Regions from separate parts of the Pan troglodytes genome. Here region 2 is linked to region 1. Evidence: chromatin contacts called from public Hi-C data. All regions are on one chromosome and are shown on one strand. Each heading gives the region's core, a stretch centred on a gene start, on an enhancer-like site or on the middle of the called end of the contact. The rest is flanking DNA. Distances are from core to core; before and after follow the strand shown.

The links. A called contact is a pair of places that touch in the nucleus more often than the background predicts.
Region 2: a contact with region 1 is called in a Hi-C map of induced pluripotent stem cells, with 2.8 times the contacts expected there. The contact joins the enhancer-like site here to the promoter of FAM184A in region 1. A contact is called at or near these places in 3 of 7 Hi-C or Micro-C datasets (blood, induced pluripotent stem cells and stem cell-derived neural progenitor cells) and 1 of 1 other capture datasets (stem cell-derived neural stem cells).

What each region holds. Positions count from the first base shown.
Region 1 is chr5:131,043,720-131,049,116 of NHGRI_mPanTro3-v2.0_pri, reverse strand. FAM184A (family with sequence similarity 184 member A) reads left to right here and starts at 3,494. Exons shown (of 16, transcript XM_063813399.1): 1 at 3,494-3,577.
Region 2 is chr5:131,615,115-131,620,069 of NHGRI_mPanTro3-v2.0_pri, reverse strand. No RefSeq gene overlaps it. Among named protein-coding and RNA genes, the nearest start is that of MAN1A1, 370 kb to the right of the region's middle. Within about 2 kb of position 1,774, at least 2 of the 24 cell types and tissues checked have an H3K27ac peak or open chromatin away from gene starts, as enhancers often do. A contact at or near this core is called in induced pluripotent stem cells and stem cell-derived neural stem cells, where this site is marked.

The DNA.
Region 1 (5,397 bases), core at 2,245-4,744:
AAAATATGATTTCCAACAGTAGCTCCGTGAAATAGGTATCCCATGTTGTGTCTCAGTTTTCCAGATGCAGAAGTTAAGGTGACGTGTCAAATTATGTACTGTTGCGTTTTGAGTCTTTTCATGTTAAAAGAGGGTGGTGCTTGCTAGAAAGAAGTGGATCAGAACTTGGAATTTCTATAATTGGCGAGAGAGATCTTTGTCTTTCTCATATGCCCATAAGCCTAGTCCTGTCAGCTGATACCATCTTCTTCTTACTAATAAATTACCAGTCTGGCTAAGTAATGAAAAAAAAAAAGATGGAAAAAGAACTGTCAGATGATGCAGTGTTTGCTCTGGGAAGTACCAGGGCCACAGAGAGGAGGACCAGTTACTGGAAGAAAAGAAAGAGAGATGGGGGAGAGCGCAGCAGTTTCAAATGAAAAATTAAATTAATTTTAAAATCTAATTTAAAGCAAAATAGAGCAGCAGATGTGGAGGGAGTTGAAACTCCTCCTTGAATTGTATCCCCTAAACTTTCCTGTTCTTTCATTCAGCCTGAACATCATCCTATTTATACCAAATAGCAAAACTGGATTAATTAAGAAATAAAATACTCCAGACAGTTCATTTCTAGGGATGGTTTGTACACAGCATGTATGAGAGGAATGAAATGCTTGAAATTTTAATTTCTCCAGAAAAAAAAGACCACCAAGGCTTCCTACCTCAAACTTTAAAAGCATATTTTCCTATAAAGCTGTCCTAATGATCTTTATGTCCCAGAATCAAGTATTAGTAAAATATGTATTTATTTTTGCAGCTTTTTTTTTTTTTTTTTTTTTTTTTGGAGATGGAGTCTCACTCTTGTTGCCCAAGCTGGAGTGCAGTGGCACTATCTCAGCTCACTGCAACATTTGCCTTCTGGGTTCCAGCAATTCTCCTGCCTCAGCCTCCTCAGTAGCTGGGATTACAGGCATGCGCCACCACACCCAGCTAATCTTTTTTTTTTTTTTTTTTTTTTGTATTTTAGTAGAGATGGGGTTTCCCCACGTGGCCCAGGCTGGTCTCCAACTCCTGAGCTCAGGCAATCCACCCGCCTCAGCCTCCCAAAGTGCTGGGATTACAGGCGTGAGCCACGGCGCCTGGTCCACAGCTCATTTATTCTAACACCGAATACTTATTATTGAACCCTTCTATGAGTCAGGAGCTGTACAGGCTTCTCTGCTGTGTAGGTGGTTTTAGAGACTCTGATGGCTTACAGACAGTTAGGATGCCAAGATCCAAACTCAAGTTACAGGCCAGATAGGTTCTGCAAGACTTCTGCACAGTTGTCATCAGCGAGACAGTTCATATCAAGTAATTAAAGAATAAAACTGTTTCCTTTGTGCTGCTGCAGAACAAGTGTTAAAAAAAAAGCAGCCACCAAGGAGCCCTGCTATGAATCATGTGCCTTTCATGAGGTGAACTTCCCCTCCCCAGAGATGCGTGAACAGCAAATCAGGAATCCACGTCCCCACACTCGGTACTGCTGGTTTGTCTTGTGTTAGCCATGGATCTGACATCTGCCAAAACGCCTCGCAATGTAATCATGAGTGTTGTCTGGTTCTACCCTCACCTTGTATAAAACCATTCTTTATACACTGGCCTTTCTATTTAATAATCTCTGCTCAAGGTATTTAAATGGTCCAAAAATCTAAACAACAGCTTGATCGAAATCTGCTTTTGGATATTCTTTTCTTTTCTGCACACGTTTAAGCATCACAGTGAAAAGTGGGTTCTAGTAACAGGTAGGAGAAACCAGCTGGGAATATTCCTGTGTGAAGCTACTGGTTAGAAAAAGTGGTGGCCGGGCGCAGTGGCTCACGCCTGTAATCCCAGCACTTTGGGAGGCTGAGGTGGACGTATCACAAGGTCAAGAGATTGAGACCATCCTGGCCAACATGGTGAAACCCCGTCTCGACTAAAAATACAAAAATTAGCTGAGCATGGTGGTGTGCGCCTATATTCCCAGCTACTCTGGAGGCTGAGGCAGGAGAATCGCTTGAACCTGGGAGGCAGAGGTTGCAGTGAGCCAAGATCATGCCACTGTACTTCAGCATGGTGACAGAGCAAGACTCCATCTCAAAAAAAATAAATAAATAAAAAAGATAAAGTGGAGATCCCACTAGCCACATCAACAGCAATAGTGTCGAACATTTACTGGCTGCTTACTAGGAGGCATGCCCTGGGTCACATACATCCATGCTATATTAGTTTGCTAGGGCTGCCATAACAAAGCACCACCAACTGGGAGCTTAAACAACAGAAATGTATTGTCTCACGGTTCTGGAGGCTAGAAGTCCAAGATCAATGTGTCAGTAGTGCTGGTTCCTTCTGAGGGCTGTCGGGGAGAACCTGTTCCATACCTCTCTCCTAGCATCTTATCGTTTGTTGGCAATTTTGGGCATTTGTTAGCTTACAGATGCCTCATCCTGATCTGTGCCTTCATCTTCACAGTGTTCTCCTTGTGTGGGCACCTCTGTGTCCAAATTTCCTGTTTCTATAAGCACATTAGTTGCACTCAACTAGGGCTCACTCTAATGACTTCATGTTAACTTGATCATCTGCAAAGACTCTATTTCTAAATAAGGTCACCCTACAGGTACTGGGTGTTTGGACTTCAACACGTTTTCTGGGACACAAACCAACCCCTAACACATGCATTGTCTCATTCAGGCTCACACCAGCATCATGAGGCAGGGGCTATGATTACTGACATTACAAACCAAGACGGTGAGACTTAGAAAGCTTTGCTTATGCTTTTCTATTGCATCTACTACACAGATAGTAGAACTAGGGTATGGATGCAGACAGTTTGATGCAAAAAACCTGCTCTTAATCACCACATGAGATTTCCAAAAGAGCATGAGGAACTTTCTCCACCTTTCAGTTGCTTGGCCATAGGTTACACACTGGAGTCATCCACTCTACTCAGAAGAATACTAGCTACCCTTGGTTGAACACCTATTACATACATTACATTATCTCATTTAGTCCCCTAAACAAATTTAGAAGTTCAGTACTCTTTATCCCAGTTCACAGATAAGCAAATTGAAAGTCAAAGAAGTAGAGAGCAGCTGGCCAAGAAAGCAAGAAAGAGTTGAGCCAGGACTCAGGTTGCCCCCGGCCACTACCCATCACCACTTGAGCCTGAAGATGTATTTTCTCCACTGTGCTGTGCTGCCTTTCATGCAAAGCTCAGGGCATACCAGGCTATGATTCACTCACATGAAAAAATCAGAGGTCTGAGTAAATCTCACAGTGCTCATTTTTAAAAGGGTACACAAAACAAATCTCAATTCCAAAGAATTTGGATCAGCCAAGAGAAGGCATGGGAAAATATCAAATGTTTGTATGATTACCTGGGCAACCTTTTCTGTGCTATGTAAATGTGTAATGACTAATCAACCAGGACGGCCAAGGGATTTGTTTCTAGAGATAGGCAATTTTCATTTGTGCCTGTGATTGGCTCAGCTCTGCGTGTGAAGAGGGAAAAGGCTTCCGTTTATTTAGCATAATGATGGACCAAAACAAAAGAAGAAATCATTTCACTCATGCTTAGGTAAGACATTTCCATCTTTCTTAAATCTTTGTGTGTCTATTTTTGTGTTCATAGCAACCGGCAGACTATTTAGAACAGAAATGTGCATGCGTTGAGTACAAAGCGAAGACAGCATTGGGCGGTGGGATGCGTGCTGAAGAGGGATAGCTAATGTTTGGCAAGTGTCAAAAACAAATGGCCATTGATCAGGAAGAATCCTTAGCAAAATAAGATCAAGATTTTCTGGGGGCTATTGACCATTACCAGTTTTCACTTTTCTGACATTCATTAAAAAAAAAAAAAATACAGATCCTGACTCCCTGGAGCTTTGCAGTTTGCCAACTTTCTGAGGGCATTGCTAGGTTTATAGTGCCATCATGTGGCCACTTCTCAATCTGTTCAAAAATTCTGCTGGATCTAAGCCTGGCAGGATGACTGAATGATTCCAGTTTCATGGTGCTGGGAGGCTTGTAGAACAGTGCTGGCTAGTCACACATCTGATGCAGGCAGCAATAGTGTGCTGGGGAAGGGGTTAAGAAAGAAAGAGCTGAGAGGCTCCCTGCAGACAGAGCAGGGGCGGGACAAAGAGAATCCAGACAGTTGGACTTGGCCGTGGGGACAGGCAGCTGGCAGAGAGGACATTTACCCAGTGGGGGTTAGGGCCATGCTAGTGGGCTTGGGTTCATATGCAACACTTTCATCACTGAGAAGAATGTGGCTAGGCTCCAGCTCTCGTGGGGTAGGTGGGACTGGGAAATAAAATAGCAACTGGAGCTAAAACCCAGTTACAGTCTTCCCTGGTCACTGGCTCTTAGAAGAAGACAGGCATTCCATGCACCTCACTCAGGAGACCACCAGAAGTCCAGCCAAGCCCTGCCTGGGCTCTTTCCCAGGAAACTGCTTCTGCTGACACTCTCCTGGCCACGATCTTCTTCCCAGCAGAGGAAGAAATCTTGTCCATATAGGAGAAGTTGAGGTATGGAGTTTCATTGCTAGGCAGGGAACTAGGGTGGGTGGGTTGACAGTAAGCAGGTTATAGGTTCCATGGAAATAGACAAAGACCAACCAAATGAGAAAAAGCAAAGGCTATTTATTCTGAGCTTGCTATAGCAATGAAGTTGGCCACCATCACTTGCATTTTGTCAGAGACCCCATCACAGGCAAAGCACTGGGAAAGCTTTAGAGTGGAAAAAAAGGGAAGTCTTGAGGTGTGCCCTGATGGGAGGCTGTTGGCCTGGGGAAGCTGCAGGTGGGCTAACTGGAAGCAGGGCACACTGTGTGATTGGTTAGGGGTAGGTACAGATTTGGCTTTCTCTGGTTGTTCCTAAATTTAAAATGGTGACAAAAGTTAGGGAAGTTGTCGGTTATTAATCAGGTCCTGGCCATTTTTGGCTGATTGTTACAGTAGTTATTGTTCAGCTTCCTGGATTGTCACCAGAGATAGCAGCCTGGCTTCCTACAAGTCTGAGTTCGAGCAGGCTGACTTCCTGGGTTATTTATTGTACATAAGGGGGTTGGTTTCCTTCTCTGGTACAGAGAGTGGGTCAAAGATCTATTTTTACATGTGGTCTGGTCTGTTTCTAGATTCAGTCTATCATCTCTGAGTCATCCCTGCTATGACTCAAGCAAGGATCAGCCTGGCAAGAGGTGGTGGGGGTTGGGAGCCCTCATCTTATGTCAGCAAACAATGAGGAGTTGGAATTGGCAAAAGGCCCCACCCACCCCACCCTATCCCCAGTTAGAATCAAGTCTTCAAGGGGACAGGACCAGTTGGAAGCCCAGCGATTAATACCAGGTTGTATCATCGCTCAGACCCACAGCTAGGATGCACCCACGCTAAA
Region 2 (4,955 bases), core at 525-3,024, 570 kb before region 1:
TTGGGACAATTGTTGAGCAATATAGAAAATAATCAGATAGGTTCCGCTCTATTCTACCCAAAAATAAATTTAAAAAGAATCACAAATTAAATTTAAAAGTAAAGCCATGTAAGTGCTATAGGCATATAGAGATAAATATTTATATAGTGTAACACATTATACAACTTTATATTACACACCATTATATTATAGATGCAAAAATGTAAACATGACATAAAAAGCAGTAATTATAAAAGAAAAATGTTTGAGTTCTCATAAGTTAGAACAAGTATTGGATGTATATTAAATATGACAATGTTAATGTATGTGCAAAGATTACGTGCATCTATAGCATGCTCTCATTTTGAAAAAATCAGTACATACATTTGAATAATATAACTATTTTATAGTTACAAAGCCTAATTTCTAAAAATAATTAATGTCTAATTCTGGATCTCCTCCAGCAAACCTTATGTCAAGCAATTTAATTTAGCACTGAGATACCCAGACAGTTGGTCTGATAAACAAGATGGCTTCTAAGCGACTATGGCTATTCTGTAGACAAACGGAAGATTCATGTCCCAGGTGAGAACTGCTAAATGTCATCACCCTACTCAGAATGACATCCAATTTAAAACTTAAGAACTGTTTATTTCTGAAACATTCCACTTAATGTTTTCAGGCTACAGTTGACCACAGGTAACTGAAACTGCAGAAAATGAAAGTGAGGAAAGCAAAACTGAGAATAAGAGAGGACTACTGCACACACATTTATAAAATTGTTAATATAAAAATAGATGTATATACAGTTATAGATATATGGTGATAAAAATTAGCCTGGAGATGATAATTATTTAAGTATTAATAGAGGTTAAATGTTTCAAACTTGCCCAACATTTATTACATTCATAGATAAATTCTAAAAACATTTTAAAACATGATTTTCTAAATTTACAGCTGTCCAGGCAATCTTCTAATTCACATGGGTAACAATGTATGTTTCAAAAGGGTTGAGAAGATTGTTCAATGACGTAGGTTTATCTTATTCATACATGGCTTAAGCCTGGCTTTGAAAAACTTTTTAGAAGTAAAAACAGACTATATCTGAATTTGTGCAATTATGTGTTTGATTTAGCAAAGTAGAAAGAATTCATATAGCTAAATCCTGCTCACTTCTCCAAATATTAAAGCCACTGGGGCCCAAAATAGCACAAAGACATGGAGGAAGAAATAATTCACGCTCTCTTTGTGCCTGACAGTTAAGCTGGGACATCAGTTTTCTCCTACTCTCTGAGACTGCCACCAACTCTCCTGGTTCTCAGGACTTTGAACTCAGACTGGAATTTACATCTCTGGCTCTCACAGGTCTCCAGCTTGCTGTCTGCAGATCCTAGGAACTTCTCAACCTCCATAATTGTGGGTCCCCAACCCCCAAGCCACAGATCTGTACCAGTCTGTGTCCTGTTAGGAACTGAGCTGCATAGCAGGAGGTGAGCAGCAGCAATTAAGGAGATCATCACGGTGGATTGAGAGGCAGGTCTAGATTGCAGCTCCGACTCAGAGCGGCATGCGGAGGCTCGCATCGTGAATTTTAGCTCCAGAATGACTGCAAGAACAAACCATGAATCCCCAGAGGACCCACAGACCCTCTGAAGGAAGCAGAGTGATCCTGCATGACCTGGGAGACACCCCAAATACTGTGAGTGCCCAAACTGTGGAAGTAGAAAAGGGAGATCCTCTGCTCCTGAACACACACCCCTACTGGGGAAACGGAAGGTTTGCAGAAGTTTCTGACCTTACCTGGAGCTGAGTCAATTTAGACAGCCAAGCAAAATACAAGGGTAGAAGAAGCAGCAGGAAGGGTCCTGGGAACTCGTTGGGTCCCCAAGCAGGCCATTCATGCCTGGCACCACAGGGATCCTTCAGGAGGGTGTCCAGAGGTATGGGGAAAATGCCACAGGGAGAAGGAAGTCTCCAGCTGAACTTTGTAACAATTTGAACCAGGTGAGAAGCCTCCTGGCCAGAACTTGCTGGAGGGCATGAATCCAGCCTGCAGATTCCACAGGTGGGGGAAGAACTAAAGTCCTTTTCTTTCACAGCTGGGAGGCGGGTAGCCTGGGGAAAGTTCTCAAGCCCTGCTTGCCTGCTGCCTGGAAACAGACTCTGTGCTGTTGGAGGTGGCACAGTGGGAGTGAGACCAGCTCTTCAGATTGTGTGGGAGCTGGGTGAAGCCTGTGACTGCCAGCTTTCCCCCACTCCCCTGACAACCTGCATGACTCAGCAAAGGCAGCAATAATCTCCTAGGTACACAACTCTGTTGACCTGGAAAACTCACCCCCAACTCTGACAGCAGCCATAGCAAGACCCACCAAAGCAGAGCCTGAGCTCAGACATGCCTAGCCCCACCCCCACCTGACGGCCCTTCCCTACCCACCCTGGAAGCTGAACACAAAGGGCATATACTCTTGGGAGTTCTAGGGCCCTGCTCAACCCCAGTTCCTCTCCATATTAGCAAAGCTGATGCTCTCTGGAAAGCGCTACCTCCTAGCAGGAGGCCAACTAGCACAAAAATAGAACATTAAACCACCAAAGCTAAGAACCCTTACAGAGTCCATTTCACCCCACTGCCACCTTCACTGGATCAGGTGCTGGTATCCATGGCTGAGAGACCAATAGACAGTTCACATCACAGGACTCTGTGCAGACAACTCCCAGTACCAGCACAGAGCCTGGCAGACTTGCTGGCTGGCCAACCCAGAAGAGAGATAACAATCACTGCAGCTCAGCTCCCAGGAAGCTACATCCATAGGAAAAGTGGGAGAGCACTACATCAAGGGAACACATCATGGAGCAAAAGAATCTGAAAAACAGCCTTCAGCCCTAGACCTTCCCTCTGACAGAGCCAAGCCAAATGTGAAAAAAAAACACACACACACACACACAGAAAGCCAACTCTGGTAATATGACAAAACACCCCCAAAAAATCACACTAGCTCACCAGCAATGGATCCAAACCAAGAAGAAATCCCTGATTTACCTGAAAAAGAATTCAGGAGGTTAGTAATTAAGATAATCGGGGAGGCACCAGAGAAAAACAAAGTCCAATGCCAGGAAATTCAAAAAATGATACAAGAAGTAAAGGGAGAAATATTCAAGTAAATAATTGCATAAAGAAAAAACAATCAAAACTTCAGGAAACATTGAACAGACTTATAGAAATGCAAAATGCTCTGGAAAGTCTCAGCAATAGAACTGAACAAGTAGAAGAAAGAAATTCAGAGCTTGAAGACTAGGCCTTCAAATTTACCCAATCTAACACAGACAAAGAAAAAAGAATAAGAAAATCTGAACAAAGCCTCCAAGAAGTCTGGGATTATGTTAAATGACCAAACCTAAGAATAATCGGTGTTCCTGAGGATGAAGAGAAATCTAAAATTTTGGAAAACATATTTGGGGGAATAATCGACGAAAAGTTCCCCGGCCTTGCTAGAGACGTACACATCCAAATACAAGAAGCACAAAGAACACCTGTGAAATTAATCACAAAGAGATCGTTGTCTAGGCATATTGTCATCAAGTTATTTAAAGTTACAACAAAGGAGAGAATCTTAAGAGCTCTGAGACAAAAGCACAAGGTAACCTACAAAGGAAAGCCTATCAGATTAACAGCAGAATTCTCAGCAGAAACCCTATAAGCTAGAAATGATTGGGGCTCTATTTTTAGCCTCCTCAAACAAAATAATTATCAGCCAAGAATTTTGTATCCAGTAAAACTAAGCATTATGTATGAAGGAAAGATACAGTCTTTTTCAGACAAACAAATGGCTAAGAGAATTTGCCACTACCAAGCCACCAAGACAAGAACTGCTAAAAGGAGCTCTAAATCTTGAAACAAATCCTGGGAACACATCAAAACAGAACGTCTTTAAAGCATAAATCACACAGGACCTATAAAACAAAAATACAAGTTAATTAGCAAAAACAACAACAACAACAACAAAAAGAGGTACACAGGTAACAAATAGCACGATAAATGGAATGGTACCTCACATCTCAATACTGACATTGAATGTAAATGGCTTAAATACTTCAATTAAAAGATACAGAACTGCAGAATGGATAAGAACTCACCAACCAACTATCTACTGTCTTCAGGAGACTCACCTAGCACACAAAACCTCACATAAACCTAAAGCAAAGGGGTAAAGGGATTTCACACAAATGGACACCAAAAGTGAGCAGGGTTAGCTATTCTTATGTCAGACAAAGCAAACTTTAAAGCAACAGCAGTTAAAAGAGACAAAGGGGGACATTATATAATGGTAAAAGGCCTTGTCCAACAGGAAGATATCACAATTGTAAATATATATGCACCTAACACTGGATCTCCCAAATTTATAAAATAATTACTAATAGACCTAAAATTGAGATAGACAGCAACAAAATAATAGTGGCAGACTTCAATATTCCACTGACAGCACTAAACAGGTCATCAAGACAGAAAGTCAACAAAGAAACAATGGGTTTAATCTATACCTTGGAACAAATGGACTTAACAGGTATGTACAGAACATTTTATCCAACAACCACAGAATACACACTTTATTCAATAGTGCATGGAAGTTTCTTCAAGATAGACCATATGATTGGCCACAAAATTTGCCTCAATAAATTTTAAAAAATTGAAATTATATCAAGCACTCTTACAGAACACAGTGGAATAAAACTGTAAATCAACTCTAAAAGGAATCCTCAAAACCATGCAAATGCATGGAAATTAAATAACCTGCTGCTGAAAGATCATTAGGGAAAAAACAAAAATCAAGATGGAAATTAAAAAATTCTTCGAACTGAATGACAATAATGATGCAATCTATCAAAACCTCTGGGATACAGCAAAGGTGGTGCTAAGAGGAAAGCTCATAGCCCTAAGTACCTAAGTACCTAAACTGACCTTCTAAGGTCACATCTCAAGA